2 separate regions of the Columba livia genome follow, and region 2 is linked to region 1. The links are chromatin contacts, called in public Hi-C maps. All regions are on one chromosome and are shown on one strand. The core of a region is the stretch at or near the end of the contact, and the rest is flanking DNA. Distances in the headings are between cores, read along the strand shown.

The links. A called contact is a pair of places that touch in the nucleus more often than the background predicts.
Region 2: a Hi-C map of crop shows a contact between it and region 1, with 2.9 times the contacts expected there. The contact joins the promoter of SLC22A23 here to the enhancer-like site in region 1. A contact is called at or near these places in 2 of 2 Hi-C or Micro-C datasets (crop and liver).

What each region holds. Positions count from the first base shown.
Region 1 is chr2:73,405,208-73,412,240 of bColLiv1.pat.W.v2, reverse strand. The region is part of intron 1 of LOC110361895 (a long non-coding RNA gene); the gene reads right to left. Among named protein-coding and RNA genes, the nearest start is that of SLC22A23, 48 kb to the left of the region's middle. Within about 2 kb of position 3,305, at least 1 of the 3 cell types and tissues checked has an H3K27ac peak away from gene starts, as active enhancers do.
Region 2 is chr2:73,451,628-73,458,445 of bColLiv1.pat.W.v2, reverse strand. SLC22A23 (solute carrier family 22 member 23) reads right to left here and starts at 1,876. Exons shown (of 10, transcript XM_065052507.1): 1 at 331-1,876. The coding sequence starts at 861.

The DNA of each region.
Region 1 (7,033 bases), core at 2,056-4,555:
GGTTTCACTGTTTCTCTTGGGCATAAATACTCTGCACTTCTTAGAGGCTAGTTTTAATGGTATAAGCAGCAGCAAGGAGAAGGGGAGACAAGACATTTGCTGCCATTATTGTCTCAATAAAATTCTCTAAATAGCTGACACTTTCACAGCTGGGCTGTGGGGTTTTTTACCTTGACTGAAATCAAAGAGAAAAGCTGTATTTAGAGAGAACCTACACAAAAGGACTAGGAGGAACATGCATGTCTGGTTACGGGTGCAATCTCACAAACACCATCTTTGCATGAGTGGGCTGGCTCATTATTGCCTGATGGCAGTTTAGTCTACATTTGATTCTCCCTAGATCAGTTTCCATAACATCAAGCCACAGCTGGCACTAAGTGGCACCTTTGCTGTTCAGAAAAGAGAAGCAGTGAATAGAGATGCGAAGAGGCAGAACAGGTTCCAGCAGAGGGGAACCCCCAGTCCTATTTTGTCCCCATCAGGGGTCCCCTGGATTTAATTGGACTCTGCATTTTAGACAATACTTGATTAAAAAAATAATTTATTAAAAAAAAAAAAAGCAGAGACTGGTTTCTACTACTACCTGTACTGACATCATATCCAAGCTTAACTTTTAAAGTGTTAGAGAGAAACAGTACTGATTTATCCACAAATGATACATTTCCTTTGTGAAGTGTAAAGAAGGCAGCTAATTAGAAAGCCAAGAAATTAAAAGTACTATGGAAGTATTATGTGCTTTTTTTTTTTTTTTTAAATATTACCAGAACAACAGGAAGCTACATAACCAGGAAAGGATACCTGATTCAAACATAACCTTCAGTTTTAGTCTTTTTAAGAAGTTATTCCTATTATATGAAGCCTAAAAAGAGTTTTGAATATAAGAATTTAAAGGAGACTTCTCACTCTCTATTACTGCCAACCAAGACAAGTCACAGCTATAGCACAAAAAAATGAAAAGTATTTTAGGAAAAAATTAGCTTGATGTTCAGAAATGCAAAGTAGGAGGCTGGGGCTCCACCACATACTGGCCTCTTGCCTCAAACATGGTCTCTGCGTATTATCAGTAAAGATCTCTTTCCCAGCTCTCAAACTACATCCTGTATCACTTATTGCTAATGAATCCCTGAGGGATTTAGATATTTAATATTGCAACATGAGAAGATGTCTTAGAAGCAAAAAAAATTAAAGCAAGGGCACCTAGGCTTTAACTGAAGAATTAATCACAACGGGCCAGATTCCCTCTGAGTCACAGCAAGAAAATAGAAGTGAGAAATGGGTCCAAGAGTTTACCAGAAGAAGTTTCCAGGCTAGCAGGAGATTTACCACTAATCAGTTGTTGGATATAGATATAACTAGATTGGTAAGTTACAACTTACAGCTCCTACAATACATGCAGCAACAGAGATTTTACTGGTAGAACTCACCTTTGTTCTGCTGCTGACAAAACACCACAAAGCCAAACTGACAAAAAGTGACTGCTACAGGGTCTTCTGCCAATATTAAAGTATCATATATAAAAAAAAAAAGTTGCCACTTTGCATAGTGTTATTGTCTGGGTAACAAATCCACACGTCAATGGAACAGCTCTAAATAGCATGAGCAGGCAAGACCTCAGAGGGCAATTCAAGATTGACCCTCTGCAGAAAGGCAGTATATATTGCTTTTGTAACACCTGAACTGCCCGCAAGTTCTCTTTGGGCTCCATGACTGGCGCTTGAGAAGATAAAAAGGCATCACTTTTGCACCCCATGTGAAGGTGCGGTCCACCTGCCTGGAGTAGCACTGACATGACACAATAGCTGACATATTAAGGACAACTACAGTTTTTGCATTCAGAGACACAGATTTATAGTCAGAATACAGATGCCATCATTATCTGCTTTTCTTTGACTTCCTGAAGAAGTACAAGTTTAAACAGTATTAGGACGAGGGCCTGTCACACCATGTTTTCTCTGAAGTTATCGTTCTGAAGTACATGTTGCAATGTCAAGACAGAAATAAGTTTAGCAGCACTTTACCCAGTCAATAGAACAGGGCACCATAGAAGAAGGTTAACAACAGAAAAAACAAACAAACAAACAAACAAAAAAACCAACCCAACAGACAGCCCAACTAACAGATGAGACAGAAAACTGATCCAGAACAGAGTAGGGGAAATGTTGTAGTAGGAGTCCACAAAGCTTTGGGAATGGTAAGTTGTCCTTGTGTTCCCATTCCCACAGGACAATGTGGAACAGTTTACATGCAAGGCAAGGGGCATCTTCATGTGTCACAGTTATTAACTTGAGGTCCTTAAATCTGCAAGGTGCATCAGGCTATCTTTTAGTCACAAGGATAGTCACTGATAATTATAGAACATGAGCAGGTAGTGCCTGTTTCTCTTAAGCCCCACAGCAGCCTTGATCTCAGATCAGTTTCCATCAGTCAAATCAGTGTCAGATGACATACTAGATTTATACCATCTGTAGCAGAGTTCCCCATCTGCCTTGCTGGCTCTAAGAGCATATGACAAACTCTGGAGTTGGGATCTAATTTAACAGGAGCACACAAGAGCAGGAAAAAGTAGAACTTCAACAAAGCATCTAGTGGAGCAGAGCTTCCTCTCCTGCCTGTGGATGCTAGCAAATAACAATGACCACATTTCAGCTAATAACTACCAGGTGCCCCAGGCCACCAGAATCACACTACCCAGAACAAAGATACCAGGTGTTTCCACAGTATCAGGCAGCTGCTCCACCTACTGGATTAAGCCTATAGCTAAAGCAGCTTAGCTGTACTCATGCATCGTGAACAGCCTTTGGTCTCAGTCAGTCATAACTATGAATAACTTTAATAGGCCTCGGGGAGGTCATGAATACTATGGAGGTCTTAGTGTGGTGAGTGAGTTGAGTCATTAGAATGGGAAACAAGGAGGAAAAAATGGTAAGGCCACAGGCAGTCTGGCTGGTCTCCAATTACACTGTCCAGTCAGGCGCTTGAAAGTTAATTTGTGAAGTAATATGACCAAAGTCAAACCATAAATGAAGTTCCTCAAAATACATAAACAAATTAGCATTGATGCTGCTGTTTCTAGGTTTCTAGGGTACACAGGATGTCAAGTGACTGATGATGCATACAGAGAGCCTTGCAACAAAGGATCAGTATTCACAGAAACAGAGTGCATCATGGAGCTTTGCTTTTGACACAGCTGAATGCCAATGTGTTCGGTCTTCCACACTGATAGACACAGCAAGGAGAGACAAAAAATTCTGTATCATTCAACACCTTGTGAGGTCCTTTTTATCAAGGTGAAATAGAAGGATTTTTTTTTTTAGTATATACTTACTTTGCACAGCTTTAAGCAGCTGCACAGAGAAACAATATAAAAAGCTTTCACCTTAACTGCCATTGAAAATAATAATAAAAAAATAATTAAAAAAAAAAGAATCAGGAAAAGACAGAGATACCTTACTTCAAAATGACCACTCTACTTGCGTACTGGGTAGGATAATTAAGATGATATACACTGAGGAGTTTTGCTTTAATTTCTTTCTTTTCCTTTCAGGGCAGATAACATTTCTTCCTATAAAACCTTAAAAAACCCTGAAGTGTGATAGGAATGGAAGTTGGGACAAAGCAGACTAGTAATGAGAAAATTATGTCAGGGTAAAGTGCATCTGATACAGAGTCATAACTTCTTCATCAGTTGAGACAATCTCCTCTATAAAAAAACCCACTATGTACACCACAGTTACTGGTGTGTACAAAAGTTATGAGTCAACATCACACAAAAAGATTTCTTGTTGAGGAGGATCTTGTTTTGTGAAACAAGGACTAAAACTCATGTTTTATTCCCAACTGCAATGGATAAACTTTGTGTGACATTGAGTTTACTGTCATTTCCCCATCTGTGTGATGGTTATTATATTTCAAATACAATGCTTGTACCACAGCGAGATCAGTTGCATTCTGAGATAGAAGTTTCTGCATAAGCATAAAATATTGCTATTCTTAAAATTATTTACAGAACCTGAAAAGCAGATTATCACCTTTATCCACCAATATACATTTCTTATCACAAGAGATGTCACTGGGAGGAATTGTCACAGTAGGAAAGAAAAAACAAAAGTGTGACCTATCCTAAAAATCGCTATGATGGGAACTATCTTTTGGATCTTGGATATCAGTGCCACCGTTCCTTCCCATCTGCTGTTTCCCCTGTGTGTTGGGATCTGCTAAGTACAATCAGCTCCTGTCCTCATTTATGCTCCCTGGGTTAGAAGCTGGGACAAAGGACTAAAGGCAGATGTAGGTCTTTCCTTCCAGATTTCTGCTTTGGCAATTTGGAAACACAACTGCTCATGAGCCACAAGGGGCTTGTGCTGGCTGTCTGCATCTGCATCCTCATTCCTATCCCCTGAATCATGGTGGGATCAATAAGATTAGCCAAGAGGACTCCATGAGATGACTCACGAAGTACACATACCTGTGTAGGAAACAATTATTTTGCAAATATAATAGGCCCAGGCAGGATCTCTCAGCAAAGTGTATTTTAATAATGATTTTGCAAGACCAGGAGTTCTACCTAAAGGTAGGCACACCTAATAGGGCAAAAAGCCCCTGCATATATCACCGCCAAAATCCTGGCTGCAATTTCTCTCCTCTGTTCCCCATTGGTTGGGTACTTCAGGATTTACAGACTACCCTGGTGCATACAATACACTTTCCCTTATCAGTCTCTTTAAGATATGGATGCCTGGTACTCTGGCTGTACTTCCCCTAAATTAACTTGTAAATGCAGGTATCAGTGTGTATGCAGGTATCAGTATATATTCCAGGAAAAGACTGTGTTTTACATTAAGGATTCATAGTCTGGTATCTCTTGGTCATTCCCCCATGCTGGGGTCAGGTGCCAGGTCCTCAGTTATGTAAAAACAACAGTTCTTCATTAAATGTTCCTTACACCTGCAGGGGTGCAAAGCCATGCACCTCACCCTGTTTTCCTCATCGCTTTTAATCTTGTCCTTCTGCACCATTTTTCACTCAGTTTTAGTATTTTCTTATTGTGTCTGGTTCAAGCAGACTGCAAATGTAAGCACTCCACGTGTGGTTGTGGATCTCTGAGCTATGATAATAGACAACTGTAAGAATCTGACTGTAGCACAACCTTTTCTCTGCAAGCTAAAACTCTCCTAAACCAGCCTAGCTAAGTACAGTTTGGAGCACTAAGCCACAAACCCAAGTCAAACCAAAATACTCAATATTGAATGTTAAATGTCCTAGCAGATTTTACTCCTACTGCCTCATAATGATTGGCAGAAACGTCTATCAGAAGATATTTGAGAGATAGCTATGTCAAAACATAGAGGTGACACATGCACAAAGCCTTTCTTGATATAAATAGGATGTCATTACATTTCTTTTTTACATGCAATGATAAATACCACTTAAGATTATTAACTTTGCTGTACCACCAGTCATATAGGAGAAAAATCGAGGGCATTTCCACTTAAAATACAAGATGTTGCTGGTGTTTTGTAGCCAGGGATTGCTTTGTATTTCTCATGGATTTCATAATTAAAGTAAGAAGATAAAGGACTATCCTTTGAGGCTTGCAAGCTCTTAATGAGCTTGCTTCTGTGATGAGAATTAGCGTAGCCTGATGCCTTTCTTGAACAAACAGTCTCTGTCTGTGCAATGTGTACACAGCTCAGTGAATTTGCTGAGGGTGAACTGAGAGTACATCATACTGCTTCCCACCTTCTACACTAACTCCTCAAAAACTAATGCCCACCCTGTCTTCTGTTAAGTTAGGAAAAAGGTCCAGGCCAACAGACTAGGGTGATAAGTAAGGTATTTTTCACTTACTGCACTGAAGTTAATACTGCTCATGCAGATGGTTTAACTGAAAAACAAAACACACACACACACATCCCACAAATAAACAACACAAGCACCAAAAGAAAAACAAAAGATCAAAATTCCTCAAACCCCTACAACACAGGCAGAATGAAGATGAACTACCCAGGTTCTCACTTATTCATTCCCTGACCCAAGAGAAATTAATCTTTCTGCCCAATCCATCACTGATCTCTCTGCTAAAGGGGCTATCAAAAGTGCCAGATAGTGCTGATCACTGCATGATAGAGGTGTCTCATGATCTAAAGAGTTTATGGGATTTTGTGCTGGCTGAGGAAACAGCAAGCTCAGATTCAGGCACACAGGCAGTGTTGTGAAGTGCAAGCCTGAGGTGCAGGACTCAGGCCCATGGAGCCATACTTTGGGTCTTCCCATGTTGTGCTGAGTGCAGACAGACCACATCTGGGACTGGTACACAGGCCAGGCTTAGCAGAGCCCACCCTAAGTGCTTGCATCTGGTTGAGGAGGTTGGTTTCTCTTTGCAAACAGATGGTTTTGTGCCCATTAAACCACACCTTGTTTATAATTGCATGAGTTAGTGAACAGGTGTTCTCTTTACCATCAATATTCAAGATGATGTTTTGAACCCCATGCATCTGGATGCCTAAGGAATGCTATCTGAGCTACCATCTCCATAGATGCTACAAACTGTGATCTATGCTCTCACTGCCACCTGCTTAAAACATTTGCTTACCTTTTCCGCCCATACAGAGCAGGATCATTGAGGTTATATTTCTCTTCCTTAACACTGAGTGGAAGCTTTCTTTGAAAGACTTATCTTTCAGAGATAACAATACCATAATGTGTGTGACAACAATGTACACTATCTCAGCCATGGGGCAGGGAAGTAGTATAATGCACATCCTGGCTTCTCTTTCTTAGGCTAAGATTTTAAAGTTATTGATACTGAATCCATGTCCAGTTCAAGTATGATCCAGATTAAACATGGTCACACAAACACATTTGTGTCAGAATGAACTGGTGCACACAATAAAGAATTTATATGATTTACAGCACAGTATCCAGAAGGATCTGTCCAGGTGGTACAGATAAGCAGTAATTGATCTACTGGAGCCTGCTGAAAAATAGGTGATACACTGATAAGTTTTCAGGAAACCTGAAGGCACAGAATATA
Region 2 (6,818 bases), core at 627-3,126, 48 kb before region 1:
CCAAAGAGCTGCCAAGGATCCCATTTCAGGACATAACCTTGCAGCTCAGCATCACAACCAGCAAGAAAGGAACAAACCCACAGGACAGATATCAGGTGTGACACACAGAGAAGGAAAGGATTACAGGGATGCGGGATTTTCTGCTGGTGAGAGGGTGACCCATGGGGCAGCTGACCGACCCAGCAGTGGCATATACAGACAGGTGTGCATGATGTTTAGCTCGCTTCACACTGCTTGAGATGAGCAGATGTCAAGCAGGGCTGGAGTAGAGACAAGGCGGTCTGTGAGGGCTGGACAGGGAGAGGGGCTGAAGAAAGACGCCTTTCTCACCTTGCTCACGACGTTTTGAACGAGACCGGCTCTGATGCGGTAGTGCCACTCGTGGCAGTCGCACTCGCTGACATTGCCCCCTGCGGGGGTGGGCAGTCCGGGCGTGGGGAAGATGCTCCCGTTGCCGCTGTGGTTGGCGTGTCCCGTCGCCAGGGACCGGCTCCAGTTGCCCTGCCCGTCGGCCTCCCGGCACCAGAAGTCGGGCTGGTCCAGGAGGAAAGAGTCCGAGAACTTGCTGAAGCCAATGAAGAGAGCCGGCACCCAGGTGAGCAGCACCAGGGTCCGCTGGTACCGGCCGCCCAGTCCCCCGAGGAAGGGCAGAACCGAGCCGTCGTAGTCGAGGAGCAGCGGGCTGCAGGCGGCAGCGGGCGACGGCACCGGTACCGCCTGGATCTCAGCCCCGGTGGCGTTGGCGGGGGACGGCCCCGGGGGGGTGGCGGCACTCCCCCCCGCGGCCCCCGGCACCGAGCCGTTCTCCTCCGGCAGCGGCCGGCCCCCGCCGCCCGCCTCACGGCGCCGGTCTATCGCCATCCAGCCGCCCGGGAGGGGGGAGTCACATAAGGGGGGCTGGGGCAGCCCCGGCTCACTCGCGAGTCCTTCCCTCCCTCTCCTCCGCGCACACACACCTTACAACGTTATATATTGCACACACGCTCCCAGCCGGACCCGGCAGCAGACGGATGGGGAGGGCAGGAGGGGAGGAAGGAGATGGGTGAAGAAAGGGGGAGGCACCGAGCGAACCCCTCGCTCGCTCCCTTCCTCACCCGCACCCTGCGGCCACGAACCGCTGCAGCTGCCGGCGGTGCCCCCCCTCCCCTCGCCTGTGCGTCAAGCTGCACTCATCCCAGCTCTCCCTTCCCCCCTCTTAGAAGCACCACCGAAAATAAAAGGAAGGATCCAGCCGGATCCGAGCATGCAATGGGCCAAAGGAAAGGGAGGGAGAAGGAACCGAAGGAAAAGAAGACCACAATACACAGAGAAAAAACCCTCCACCACCCGGCGAACCAAACCCTGCAACAACAAACCAAGCAAAACCGGTGCAGCAAGGCTCTACGAACACGCCTCCTCTCCCGGTTTTGGTGAGGACGAGGAGGAGGAGGCAGGAGAGGAAAGGCAAAGGAAGGGGGAGAAGAAAATAACAGCTCCCGACGCGGCTTCCCCGCTTCCCGCACAGCTAAGGGTTCCCCCCCGGCCGCGGCAGCAGCGGCGGCGGCAGCCCCCAACACCCCCCCACCGGCCCCTCGCAGCCCCCCGTCCCGCACATCTGGCTCTGCAGCAAGGGGCCCCTCCGCGGCCCGGGCTGCGGAGACCGCCGCCGCCGCCGTCCTCCTCCTCCCGCGGCAGCCCGCTCGCCGTGCCGCCGGCCGCACCTCCAGAGGCCGGGCAGCCCGCCCAGCTCCTCACCCTCCGCCTCCCGGCGGCCCCTACCTGCCGGCCCGGCCCGGCCGCGGCCACCGCCCTCCGCTCCGCCCCCGCGGTGCCGGGCGGCCGCACCTGCTCCCGCCGCGCCGCCGGCCCGGCCCGGCCCCCCTGCAGGGACCCGCCGCCGCCGGGGGCGGGACGGCGCCGGGAGGGCGTGGAGGGGCGGCCCCGCGTGGGCTCCGCGCCGCCCCGCGGCCGCTTTGCGCTCCGCCGCGCCGGGGCAGGTATCGCGTATCGCGGCGGTGGGGTGAGGGCCGGGGAAGGAGGTGCTCTCGCTGGACGGCGCGCTGTTATTTCCATATCAATTATTTACACGGCATCCCTTTAATAATGCAGCGCCGCTGCAGCTGGCTGGGCTGGAGGAGCACCCTGGGCGGCTGAAGAGGGGAGGCTGCAGCGGGGACAGACCTACAGGGAAGAACTGGAAGTCAAAGGGGGCATTTCTGAGACTTAGAGCACTGCAAGGAGATGTACCTGCGTTGTTTCAGTCAGGCTGTCAAATTAGTACACACTTAAAAAATAATAATCATATTAACACCTGACATTAATTGTCAAATTAATTGTAAAATAAACGGATCAAACTTATTAAGGTTATTTTTATGTTAAGATAAATTTACTTTAGCATCTGAGTGCCTCAGACTATTTTCATTGTGGAGCATAGCTCATGCATTACTGAACTCTGTGGTTATTTTTTTCTTTGGAAGAAGAGAAAGAGAGACAACAGATCAATATGCACTTGTGCACATGAACGTGGCAAGTGAGCAGAAAATACTTGTGTGTATCAGAAGAGGACTGCTGTCATTACCAAATATAAATGGGAGAGTCAACAGATTTTCATTTACTTGATCCAGTCTCTGCAAATGAGTTATCATACACCATTAATTCCTTAGATCTTCCTCCTGTTAGCTCTTTTTCTTGCATAGAACACCAAAAAGGTTTCCCATCTATTGGTGGTTTTAGATCCCTTTTTCGGGTTACCCTCCGTCCTGCTCTGAGGGATCCCCAGTACCCAAGCGGCCCTGCAGCCTCCCCAGCTGGAACTTCTCCTGTCTGATTTAATTATTCCTTGCTGAAACATGAACCTGGTGCTCCCTGCCCAGGGAAGTCTCCTCTTCCTGTGTTGCAGTGCTCTTTTACATCTGATGACTGTTATCATGTCACCTGTGCCATGTTTTCTTTATGCCAACCAGCTGCCATTTGTCCAGCTCCCCTGCTGTCTCCTCAGCCACCATCTCTCCTCTGCTTTCCCTCAGCTGTTGCCTGCAGTGTGCAAGGAGCTGTGCCCCAGCCTCTGTGTGTGCAGGGGGTTAACCCTGCCTGCAAAAACAATTCCTCTTGTGGCTTTTAAGTCCTATTCTGTCCTTCCCAAGCAGTTTCCTGCTCCGGTGGGGGGATTGGACTAGATGATCTTTCGAGGCCCCTTCCAATCCCTAACATTCTGTGATTCTGTGATTATTTTGATTTCTTATTTCATCCTCCGATGTACTTGCAGTTGCTCCTCTAGTAGCAGCTTCTCTGAAGGCTGCTAATGAAACATCTCAGGACTGACCCCTTTGGAACTGCAGCTATAATCCACCCATTTGTCAGTAAACCACTGACAACTGTTCTTTTCACAGTTTTGTACCCACTGCCCAATTTTTTTCACATAAACTGAACTCCTTCATTTATGAATGGCTGTGCAGAGCCTAACCAAGGCACAGATAATTGCAGCCTTGTTCCTTTCTTTCATAACAAAGTCTGTACCAGGTGCTTTCTGGGGAAAAAAAAGTTTGACTGGTCTATTTATTTATTTATGTATTTATGCCCTTTTTAAAGACCAGTTCTGCCTTTTTCTATCAGCAGGGCCCTTGGCTGTCCTCCCTGAGCTCTCAGAGACAAACACTTGTGCTTCCAATGTTATTTGAGCCACTTCCTTCAGTATGCTGGTGTGAAGTCCAGCCAGCCTCTTGGTTTGCAAACTTCTAAGTTTTCTGCATACTCTTGTAAACATTTCTGTCTCAGTCCAGGCTGAAACCTCATTGCTTTGTCATTAATATGTATTTTGTCAATCAACTGATCACAAGTGACCTCTTTCGGCCAAGACTGGTGCAAAAAAGGCTTGAGGCACTCTGAGCCTTCTCAACATCAGTCAATATCTTTCCCTCTCTGATGAGTAATCCACTTGCTTTTGACTTCCTCTTACTGCTGATGCACTTACCAAACGATTTCTTGTTACTTGCGATGCTCTTGTTAGCTAAGTTTTATTTGTTGTATTGACTTTTTTTGTGTTTGTTCCCATCTAGTCTTACTGGATGATGCTTCTGTACTTACCCCGTGGAAACATGACCTACTTTCTCTGTGCTTCCTCTTTTTTTGAACTCACAATTCAGCTGGATTGGTTGTTTCCTACCCTTCCTCTATTTCTTATGCAATGGGATCACCTGGAACAGATCTTCCAGTAACTCCCAGCTATCAACAACTAACTCTCTTTTCCTACAAAGTCAAAAAGGCCTCAGCATGGCTTGGAGTTGGCACAGAGAAATGGAGAGGAGGAGAGGACTTTGAGAATGGAGATCTCAAGCAGAAGTTTTGAGAAAAGAGGAATTTGACTGAAGAAAGTAAAGAGTTTAAAACTTAGAAGAGATAGAAGGGAAAAGAAGAGCTCTTAGAGAAGGAGGCAGATGTACTGTAAATGAGCAAATCTGTAGAAACGGAATACAACCATACAGTACAATGAAAAGACCCTAACGAGAGGCAACAACCCTTATGCAAACTGACCAAACATTTTAATCCCAAGTACCTCTTCTGTTTGGCTCCTACATCCTGAGGTTTCATTTGGAAATGAAAAATTTCAAAGGTAGCATATTCCTGAGAGTTACTTATTTTTACATAGTAGAAGTTCTCCCACCCTTGAAACAGGGATGCCTGAGAGACTGTTTCTGAGTACTAGAAGGCTGAGGACAATACAGGAAAGAAAACACATTTCTAGGAGTTAAGAAATAAATTTTTGATGGAACAAGTGCCACTGAAGGAAAACTTCATGGAAAAATATCTTTCAAATAACAGAAATGCCTTCACAAATTCTTGTGAAAATTGTGTTTTGTTTGAATGAGGAAATGAGAAAGATTTGAAAGGAATATTTCAGCTGTGTAGTGGAGCCTACACATGAGTAAATGCTGCAGTTAAGATTACAGAGGCAAGCCTCTCTCTCCTATGCAAGGCTTTGTGAGATGCTACGTTTTGTGATCAAGCATGGTTTCTCCAACAGTACCTCTAGACCTTAGAGAGAAGACACAGGATCTTTGGGGTGCCTCTTTGCTAGAAGACAAAAAGATACTGTTTAAAATATAAGTTGCATTCAATCAGAGAACGAATCAGTGTCTTTTGGCTTATTTTTTCAACATTGATTTATATTAAGAAAACTGTGTACCATTATAACATGTGTCCTAAAGATTTTGAGGAGAAGAAGCAGAAAAGAAAGGTTTGGTTTCCTCTGACAGGAGCAGTTTCATCCCTGCCATAACACAAAGCAGCTTGAAAGCTGGTACAACATGACAGTGGTGGAAACCAGTGAACTTCACCGCTCTGCAGAGCAAGCCTGCCATTGAAGAACAAGCATCCTCTCTGTCAGCACCCTGCCACAGCTCAGAGGATTTGAAGCCAGGACCCAAAGAAATATTGTGATGTTTACAGAGAGGAGAGGGGAAAAAACATATCAAACTTTCCTAGCCTTGACATTAACATTTCCTGATTCTTGGAAGGCTAACCACAGTACTTTGAAGAGCTCCTAGCATGAATTCCTGGTTAATGTGGAATTTGCAACCTCATTCCACATAATAACAACCCTATGCAATGTATGCTTGGTTGCTTTTTTTGTCTACAGGAATCTTGTTCCGTAGAGGTGAAATCATGACAGTGCAATAAACCGAAGCTACTTGGTACAAACATTGATTAATAAAATCACCTATTGGAATGCAGATTACTTATGTAATAGAGAAAAGCACAATGTCTTCATAGGATAATTCAAGTTGAAAGAGGTCAGGTGTCTTGTTGCACCCTTCTCTCAAAGCAGGATCAGCTATGGGGTCAGATCACAATGTGCAGGGCTTTATTCAGATGCTACAGGGGATTTTTCAGTTCAGGAGGTCCAGGTGAATACTGTGAGAGCTGGATGTGGGGCAAGATAAACTGAAAGAAAGACGACTGAGTTAAAAATGGTAAAAGCAGCTAACCCACTCGAGGAATAGGCAGAAAAGCCTGTACTCTTGTCAACTTACTCTCCCCTGATCCTGACTGAACCAAAGACACCCGACTTCCACCATTCTTCTGATGTCAGCAAACATTAATGAAACTCGCTGGCAAAATGTTCTGTCCCTCCCTGATGCTGATTCAAAGGGAAGATAACAACCTATTACTTGTGTCATTTACTCCGCTGGCAGAGGTCTGTACCCCACACAGGGAGGGATAAAGCTGAGCAATGGTTCCCATCCCCCATTTGCTAGGGATGCAAGTATGATGGGGAATGTGGGCAGCTTTGTCTATTATCTGAAAACCAGAGAAAATTATTTGTACACTAACTATTGGAAAAGATCATAGATGTTGCAAAGTCAAGCAACCCGATGTTGGTAAATGTTGTAACTAAGATTGCATGGGCAATGTTAATTTGTGCCCCAATCTTGTGCACATACATTCTCATGCAAGCTTTAATTACAAGCACATCATGATGCAGCCTATAACTACATGATTCTTTATGATTTTTCTTGTAGATCTCCTGTCTCATGCAGTTAAAAAAAAAAATACCACTTAAGAAGCCCTGATTCTCAGCAGGAATAAGGCACTTAAAATACCTTTGAGAATCTGGGTCTTAATGAGGAGCAATTCAATATTTTGTTTTCTCTTTGTTCAGTATTGAGGCCCATGACTTATTTAATGCACTATTTTCAAACTCTGCTCCAAAGAACTAATGATTAATGTCCTCATGGGCTTTTTTATAACTCTCCCTTACGAAGGGTCCAAGTGTTTCACAAATATTAATGCTTTTATTTGCACTGTGTCTCCAAAAGGGGAAGGTTTATTACCTTTCTTTC